2 separate regions of the Macaca mulatta genome follow, and region 1 is linked to region 2. A link is a contact called in public Hi-C data. All regions are on one chromosome and are shown on one strand. The core of a region is the stretch at or near the end of the contact, and the rest is flanking DNA. Distances in the headings are between cores, read along the strand shown.

What was found. A called contact is a pair of places that touch in the nucleus more often than the background predicts.
Region 1: a Hi-C map of liver shows a contact between it and region 2, with 2.0 times the contacts expected there. The contact joins the promoter of PER1 here to the promoter of KDM6B in region 2. A contact is called at or near these places in 2 of 14 Hi-C or Micro-C datasets (fetal cortex germinal zone and liver).

What each region holds. Positions count from the first base shown.
Region 1 is chr16:9,671,856-9,675,491 of T2T-MMU8v2.0, reverse strand. It overlaps PER1 (period circadian regulator 1), which reads left to right and starts at 1,357. Exons shown (of 23, transcript XR_013406060.1): 1 at 1,357-1,399.
Region 2 is chr16:9,336,746-9,340,140 of T2T-MMU8v2.0, reverse strand. KDM6B (lysine demethylase 6B) reads right to left here and starts at 1,842. Exons shown (of 23, transcript XM_077970219.1): 1 at 1,657-1,842. It overlaps DNAH2 (dynein axonemal heavy chain 2), which reads right to left. Exons shown (of 85, transcript XM_077970202.1): 82 at 3,219-3,395; 83 at 3,049-3,123; 84 at 2,762-2,912; 85 at 2,264-2,615. The coding sequence ends at 2,461.

The DNA of each region.
Region 1 (3,636 bases), core at 108-2,607, 340 kb before region 2:
TGTAATCCCAGCTACTTGGAAGGCCGAGGCAGGAGAATCGCCACCGCGTCCGGCCTTTTTTCGTTTGTTTGTTATGAGAGTCCCGCTCTGTTATCCAGGCTGGAGTACAGTGGTGCAATCTTGGCTCACTGCAACCTCTGCCTCCTGGGTTTAAGCAATTCTCTTGCCTCAGCCTCCTGAGTAGCTGAGATTACAGCTACCTACCACCATGCCCGGCTAATTTTCGTGGTTTTTTTTTTTTTTTTTTTTTAGTAGAGACAGTTTTACCATGTTGGCCAGGTTGGTCTCGAACTCCTGACCTCAAGTGATCCACCCACCTCAGCCTGCCAAAGTGTTGGGGTTACAGGCGTGAGCCACCGTGATTCTTAGGTACACAATCATTACCCGAATGTCCAACTTGATTGAAGTCTTACTATATGCCAGGCAGTGCTCAGGATTTCGCACTTCCAACTTAAATCCCTTCCAGGTTTAAGAGTTCCCATGGGCCCTAGAAGTTAAAACTTGAATTTGGGTTCAAGTTTTAGCCTTGTTACTGACTAGCGTGTTACAGGCAAACAGATTATGTAACCTCACTGGATCTCAGTCTCATTTGTGAGGCGCAGGGAGTGAGAGCTGGCCTCAGAGTTTGGGAGAAGCGCCTGGCCTGGCCCGCAGAAAACAATCAGGAAGGGGCTCTCTCATCTTCATGGTCACCAACACACTGTGCTGAGATCTGAAGACCGCTTCACCCTAATGCTCTGACCTTCCAGCTTCGGGGAGCCTTGGGGACCCAGGGCTGGAACCCCAGCGCCAGAGGCCCCCTCGTCATGCCCGGGTCTCCGTACAAAGTGAGCCTTATACTGTGCCACCGCTCACGTCTGCGCCTGCGTGCAGGTCACGCTCGCTGCGCCTGCGCAGATTTAGCAGCCGTGGTTAAGAGTGTCGTCAAGGAAAATCCCCAGCCTCTGGGTAAACAAGCTGCCGCGTGAGACCGCCGGCACGTGTACCCTACAGCTCCTAGACCTCTCAGCCTATGAGAAAGCTTGGAGAGCAGGACTGGCACTGACGTCACCAATCTTGGCAGGTCGGGGGTTATTTCCTCAGCCAATAAGAACCTCAGAAGTGTGGAGGGCGTGGCTTCCGGTCAGGCTTCCAATCGCCGTGTTGGGGCGGCCCCTCTCGCACGTGTATCTCTCCCGCCCCCGTCGGCCTGCTGACCAATGAGAAGACGATGGCGGCCGGAGGCGCCAATGGAGGCTGTGCGGGGGCCGACGGCTGCACGCGGCACGGGGCATGGGTCGGCGCCCCTAAGCCAATAAGCGTGGGGGGCGTGGCAGCGCGGCCCGTGGGCGGGTTTGGAGGAGCCAGCGTAATGCTAGAAGTCCTAGAAGAAATTTGGAGTGTGCGTGCGCGCCGAGCGGTGAGTGCCCGGGGATGGGGAAGAGATGCGGGGCGGTCGATGTGGACTTTTCCGGGGTGGTGTGGCCGTTTGGGAAGGTGTTAAATAGAGTGTGTGTGTGGGATCATGCCAATACGTGATAGCTCCGGTGGGAGCTCTGATGGTTGTGGAGAGTAGGGACCACGAACTCAGGTCTAGAGGGACGGGGTGGGAGTTAGTGACATCAGATCCCTCGCCCCCCTAGAGTCCCTGGACACTTGACTGCCCGGGGGGAAGGGCTCGGAAGCCTTCTGCGACCTGAGGGAGCTCCCTTTCAGGTCGGGACTGAAGGAGCCCCTGCTCCCAGGGAGGTACCGGAACGGGACCCTTGAGAGCTGATGGAGAATGTTTTAGTGGCTGCTGTTTGGGTGGTCGCCTTAAACACTTGAAAGAGGCAGAGGTTCGAAGACGGGAGGGATGCCCTGGTAAGGCAAATCGGAGGGTACCAAAGGGTTGGCATGCTGATATGAGAAAGGATGGTGTGATAATTTGTGAGACCCAGAGCCAGTCACATTACGGCTCCGGGTGTCTTTCTCATGTTAAACGGAAGGGTTTAGGCCTCAGAGTCGTCCTTGAGAATAGATGTGGGGTAGCAACTATTGAGTTCTGAGACGAGTGATGGGGTTGGGATTTGTGCAGATTGGCTGTGCACGTCCTTCTGAGCCGCTGGAGGTGGGGAGGCACCAACAAGGTGTTTTGATATCTGTCTGTACAAACAACCAGGCCAGGCGTCTGGTAAAGTTGGCCTGACATAAGGTAGAAAAGTGAGAAAGTGGGCTTCGTAGGAAATCATTGGGGCTGGTAGCTGCTAGGGTGGTCTCAAGCACTTTGTGAGCCTGGGAAAATGGGCTATGATGTTAAGTGTGTGGGGAGTGCAAACAGTGTCTTGGGATCAGGCCTAAGGCAGAGAAAGGGGTTGGATGCAGTCTGTGTTCCTGGCACCAAACTTAGAATTGGCTGGGTATTTGAGAGGCCAGGTTTGCCAGTGCTGGAATGCAGCTTACAGGTTGGTTAACACCTCACAGGTTCCTGAAGGGTAAGAAACCAGAATGACAAGCCATTATTAGAGTTCAGATTTTTGAATCCTGGGCTCCATTTGTTAAGAGCTTGAGACCATGTTATGAGGCACTGGACAAGTTTAGTAACTTCTGTGCCTTAGTTATCCCCCCGAGAATGGGGGTAATAATACCTATCTCACGGGGTTGTTCTGGGGATGAAATAATGTAAAGTGCTTATCATAATGCCTGGGTCATGGTGAGAGATTTATGTGCCTGCTGTGGCTGGGGACTAGTCTCACATTCTCAAGTTTTTCTGCAAGTTTTGATGGCGTCCCATTTCTCTCTTCCTGGCTCTTCTGGTCTTCAGGCAGCAGTCCAAATTCCCTCATTCCTCCCTTCTAGCCCTCTCCCAGGATCCAGGCCCCAGATTGGGCCACTTGCTCTGTCCCAGTTTGATTTTCTCATCCTAGGCCCCTTCTCCTCCCTGTCCTCCCCGCCTCCCGCGCCCACCCCCACTGCCATAATAACAAGAGATTCAGGCTCTGAAGGAGGGCTTCTGGAAGGGAGAAAAAGGTGCGTGTTTTCTCCCAGAGTCTGGGCCTCCAACTTCTCCGCCCTGGGTCTTTGGTACCAGGCCAGCAGATGTGTACAGTTTGGGAGAGAGGAAAAGCCAGAGCTGAGGGAACAAGCTGAGGAGCGGGCAGATGGGAGTCCTGAAAAGAGAGCCAGGCGTGGTGGCGAGGAGGTGTGGGGAGGGGGCCCCCTTCCTCCTAATCCTCTCTCCAGGAATCCCTGGCTTTGGGACAGGACGGCTGTCGTTTGGTTGGGGGAGGCGCCCAGGCCGGGTGCATGTCCTGGGCCACCAGCCAAGAGAACATGATGTTCCCAAGTGCGCTGGCCGCCGCCCTCTCGGGCTGGCCGCCTCCCAAACCGCTGCCTCTCCAGGCTCTCCAGCCTCCCTGCCCCACATTCCCCGGCAGCCTCGCCCCGCCCCCTTCTTCCGCTTTGACGTCACCGCTGTCTCCCGCCCCCTCGCCTCCATTGACGGCAGCAGGGCCTGGTTACTGTGGGGACGGTGAAGCAGGACAACAAGAGCCTTGGGAGCAAGCGGGGGCTGCTGGAGGGCTGGAGCCTTTTGTGTATGCAAAAGACAGATAGGGAGATGGAGGCGGGAGAGCAAGGACTGCCTAGGTCAGGGGGGATCACACCTAAATCCCCGAG
Region 2 (3,395 bases), core at 593-3,092:
CACCTGGGAGTGTGGGGCGCCAGCTGGGGGGAGGTGGGGAACAGGTAGTCGACCCTCCCGAGCCAGGTTGGGCATTATGGTCGCGACCCGTGAAACGGTGCAGACCGACCGAGACATGTGGGTCCCCAAGGGCTGAGGAGCGCAGCCTCGGCGGCTTTACACGGACGCCACACAGGGGAGGGGGGCGCCCGGCTCGCCGCGCAGGCGCAAGGGGGTGCTCGGGCGCGTGCGGTGCAGGGCGGGGGGTGGGCGCGAGCGTGTGGGAGTGCACGTGCGGGTCCCGGGCAGCTGCTGCCTCCCAGCCTCCGCCGCTGCCCCTCCCCTCTCCCTTTCCTGTAGCTATCATGCCCCTTCCGCATTGGCTGCTAGGGCCCTGACGTCAGGGCCGACCTCTGGAGCGGATTGGGCGGACGGGAGAGCTCGGGAATCCGGCTCCCAATTCTCGCCCACCAGTTACTCTGGCAACAAGGCAAGCAACCCCGGTGAGGGAAGGGGAGCCGAGGTGAACGCTGCGCCTCGGTCCCTCCCACCTCCGGACAATCGCCGAGTCCCCTTCGGTCGCGGCGCAGCTCGCTGCCTCCCCGCTTTCCTCCCAGGGCTCTTCCTGTCCAGGGAACCAGGCGTCCTGCCCTCGATCTTCCCTACAGTCTTCTGGCCCTCCGCTGTCTCTAACCTCCCCCCTCAGTGTCATAACATAAGCTGCAGCAAACAGGAAACGAATCTACGTCGCTTAGCAACCGCCCCGCATGCTCCCCTCCCCACTATTTACCCCTGCCCGGAGAGGTGGAGATTGAGAGAGTCCCCAGCCTCCTCCCCATCTTCTGCGCTGCGACCTCCTGCCCACAATTTCCTGTGAGGGGGCCCAGATGACAGGAAGTCAAGTGGGGGCCTCAGCCCACCTTTCCCTCGGACCGGGGCGGGGGGCTTCACTACTTTCACGGTCACATCCCCCACCCGCACTCCCAGCTGCCCTGGGTGCGCGTCTCGCCCTCGCCATCTTGTGGCTACGTTGGGAAGGTTCCGCACTGAGAAGCCGTGCGGGGCGCGCGAGGGCTCGGGAACGGCAGAGTGGGAGCAGAACTAGGGATGAGGAGGCTAGCGGGGGGAGACAGAGTGAAGGGGAGGCGCAGTGGGGGGAATGGGATAGAGGCGAAGGCTGCCGCTGGGAGGCTCTCGGGGCCGCTGGTGGGAAGGTCAGGCTGCGGCTTCTACACCTACCCGCGCAGAGAACTGGAGGGAGACTTTAAGTAGCCCTGGGACCGGGACACACCCAAGTCTGACCCATCTGACCTTACTGGGCCATGGCATTGGCCTGTCTGCAAACTCTGCCCTTTAGTCCTGCCCTTCAGTGAGGACCGCCGCGCCCCGCCCCGCCCTGGAGTCGGGAAGGGGAATCCCAGCCCAAGGGGAACGGGGAGTCCTTTCAGGCCCCTCTGGACATCTGGAACCTGCGACATCTGCCTCCCAGTTCTTCCTCCTTCCCCGCCGTACTCTCTTCTAGGGGACCCATAACCTTCGCCCCAGTCTTCTTCCCAGTGCCCTTCCCAAGACCCCAACGTCCATCCCCAGCTCTACCCCTCCAGAGACTCAGGCGTCCTGCCCCGCTGCACGGGGAAGGTTTCCCTCTTTCCAGACGTCCTCGCGGCTCCCCGTTACCTGGTTCTGGGGGGGGGTCCCAGGTGTTCAGGCTCCCCAAGGTATCCCAGGGGGTCGAGCGGCCCCCCCTTCTCCCAGGCCGGGGCTGGGGGGGCCGCTCCGCCCAGTGGCGCAGTTGGATTTTCCAACACAAACACCCGCACCCCCACTCCCCAGCCCCGCCCCCTTCTCGTGGTCCCGCCCCTCCTCGCGCTCAAGTCCCCTTCTCCGGCTCCGCCCCGTCTTCTGCCGGTCCCGCTAGCCTCAGGGCGGGTGCCGACTAGGATGCCGGGTGCGGGGTGGGGGGTTCAGGGTGCAGTGTACGGGGTTCAGCCCTGATCCCTGCCTGACAAATCCCTACCCCATTTGGATCACGCGCCCTTCTAAGGTAAGCCCCGCCCCGCCCACTGATGTCCTGCCCAGAGACTTAAGCCACAGCCTCTTCTGGCGGCTCCGCCCTGCCCATTCGTTCAGAGCCACGCCTCCGTTCCTCTCCAGGCCGCCCCACCTCCCTTATTTCTTTCCTCGTCCAGTAGCACCTCCCCAGTAGCTCTGTCCTCTGTGAGGCTCGGGCTTCCTCCCTCCCCAGACCCTCACCATTGCATTGAGAGACTTAAGGCTTGTTGTCGCGGGTGTTTTACAGCACTGAGCTTCAATACAACTTGCACTTTTATGGCTAACACGGCTAGGTATTTCCAGGGCCACATCACACAAATTCGGCCAAGGTCAAAGTCTGAGTGAGGTCCCGCCTCAGTCCTAGGTGCAACATCTGTCTGAGCTCCTGGAGTCCCCCACCCTCTCTCAAGCGGAGAAGGGGAGGAGGTCTCAGCTGTCCAGGCTCATGAGTAGAGCAGTACCCCTCTTGATCCAATGATCAGATGTCATGGCCCCAGATCGCAGGTCAATGCCGATGACAAAGGAGGCTCGGTCTGAGCTGCCTGCCCGGTTGGGATAGTAATAGCAGGGGCAGGAGTACATGCCTGGGGGAAAGGAGAGGAGGAGTCAGATCCTTGGAGCCTCCGGGAGAGCAGGGCAGGCGCGGGTGTGGGATGGGCTGGAGTAGAGAATGGGTTAGGTTCCAAACTAGGGACTGGGCAGGCAGGTCCTGCCTGGGGAGCTGTCCCACCCTTGGCGCTCTTCTTGCGGCTCTCTGCAGGCCGGAAGTGGATCGTGGGCATGAGGCAGACAAGCTGCATGGGCTCTGCCTCCACCAAGCAGGAGTTCTTCCGGTCCCAGCCAGCACCTTCCAGGTACAGGCCCCGGACCCAGACACCATCCTGGGGAGAAATGGGAGCAGGTCTGGGAGAAGCTAGACTTCAGTTGCCGGCGCCCCTGGCCTACTCCCTCTCTCCTCCCTTCTTGTCCAATTATTTCCCATTTTTGCTCAGAGCATCAAGCACAACTGGCTCCCACCTTAGGGGGATACACTAGGTTGCTGTCATCCACAGTGGAAACGATAAACTCCCAGGAGAGGCTGTCCACTGAAACCTGGGGGTTGAAGGTGAGATTAAGGGAGGACCCCGAAGAGGAGAACACATACATGGCCCCAGCAACATCCCCCTCACACTTTGTATATTGCTCACATTGTTTTGGCGAGCTGAAGACTGCAGCACAGCAGTGAGGAAGCCAGTGGGAAAGGTGAAACCAGACAACCAGAAGATCACAGGAGGCCGGGCCCGGCTGGCCCACAGCTCAAACTGCTCCACACGCATGGCCAAGTCCCGGGTCCAAGCAGCCAATGGCTTTTGTGAGGGGTATGC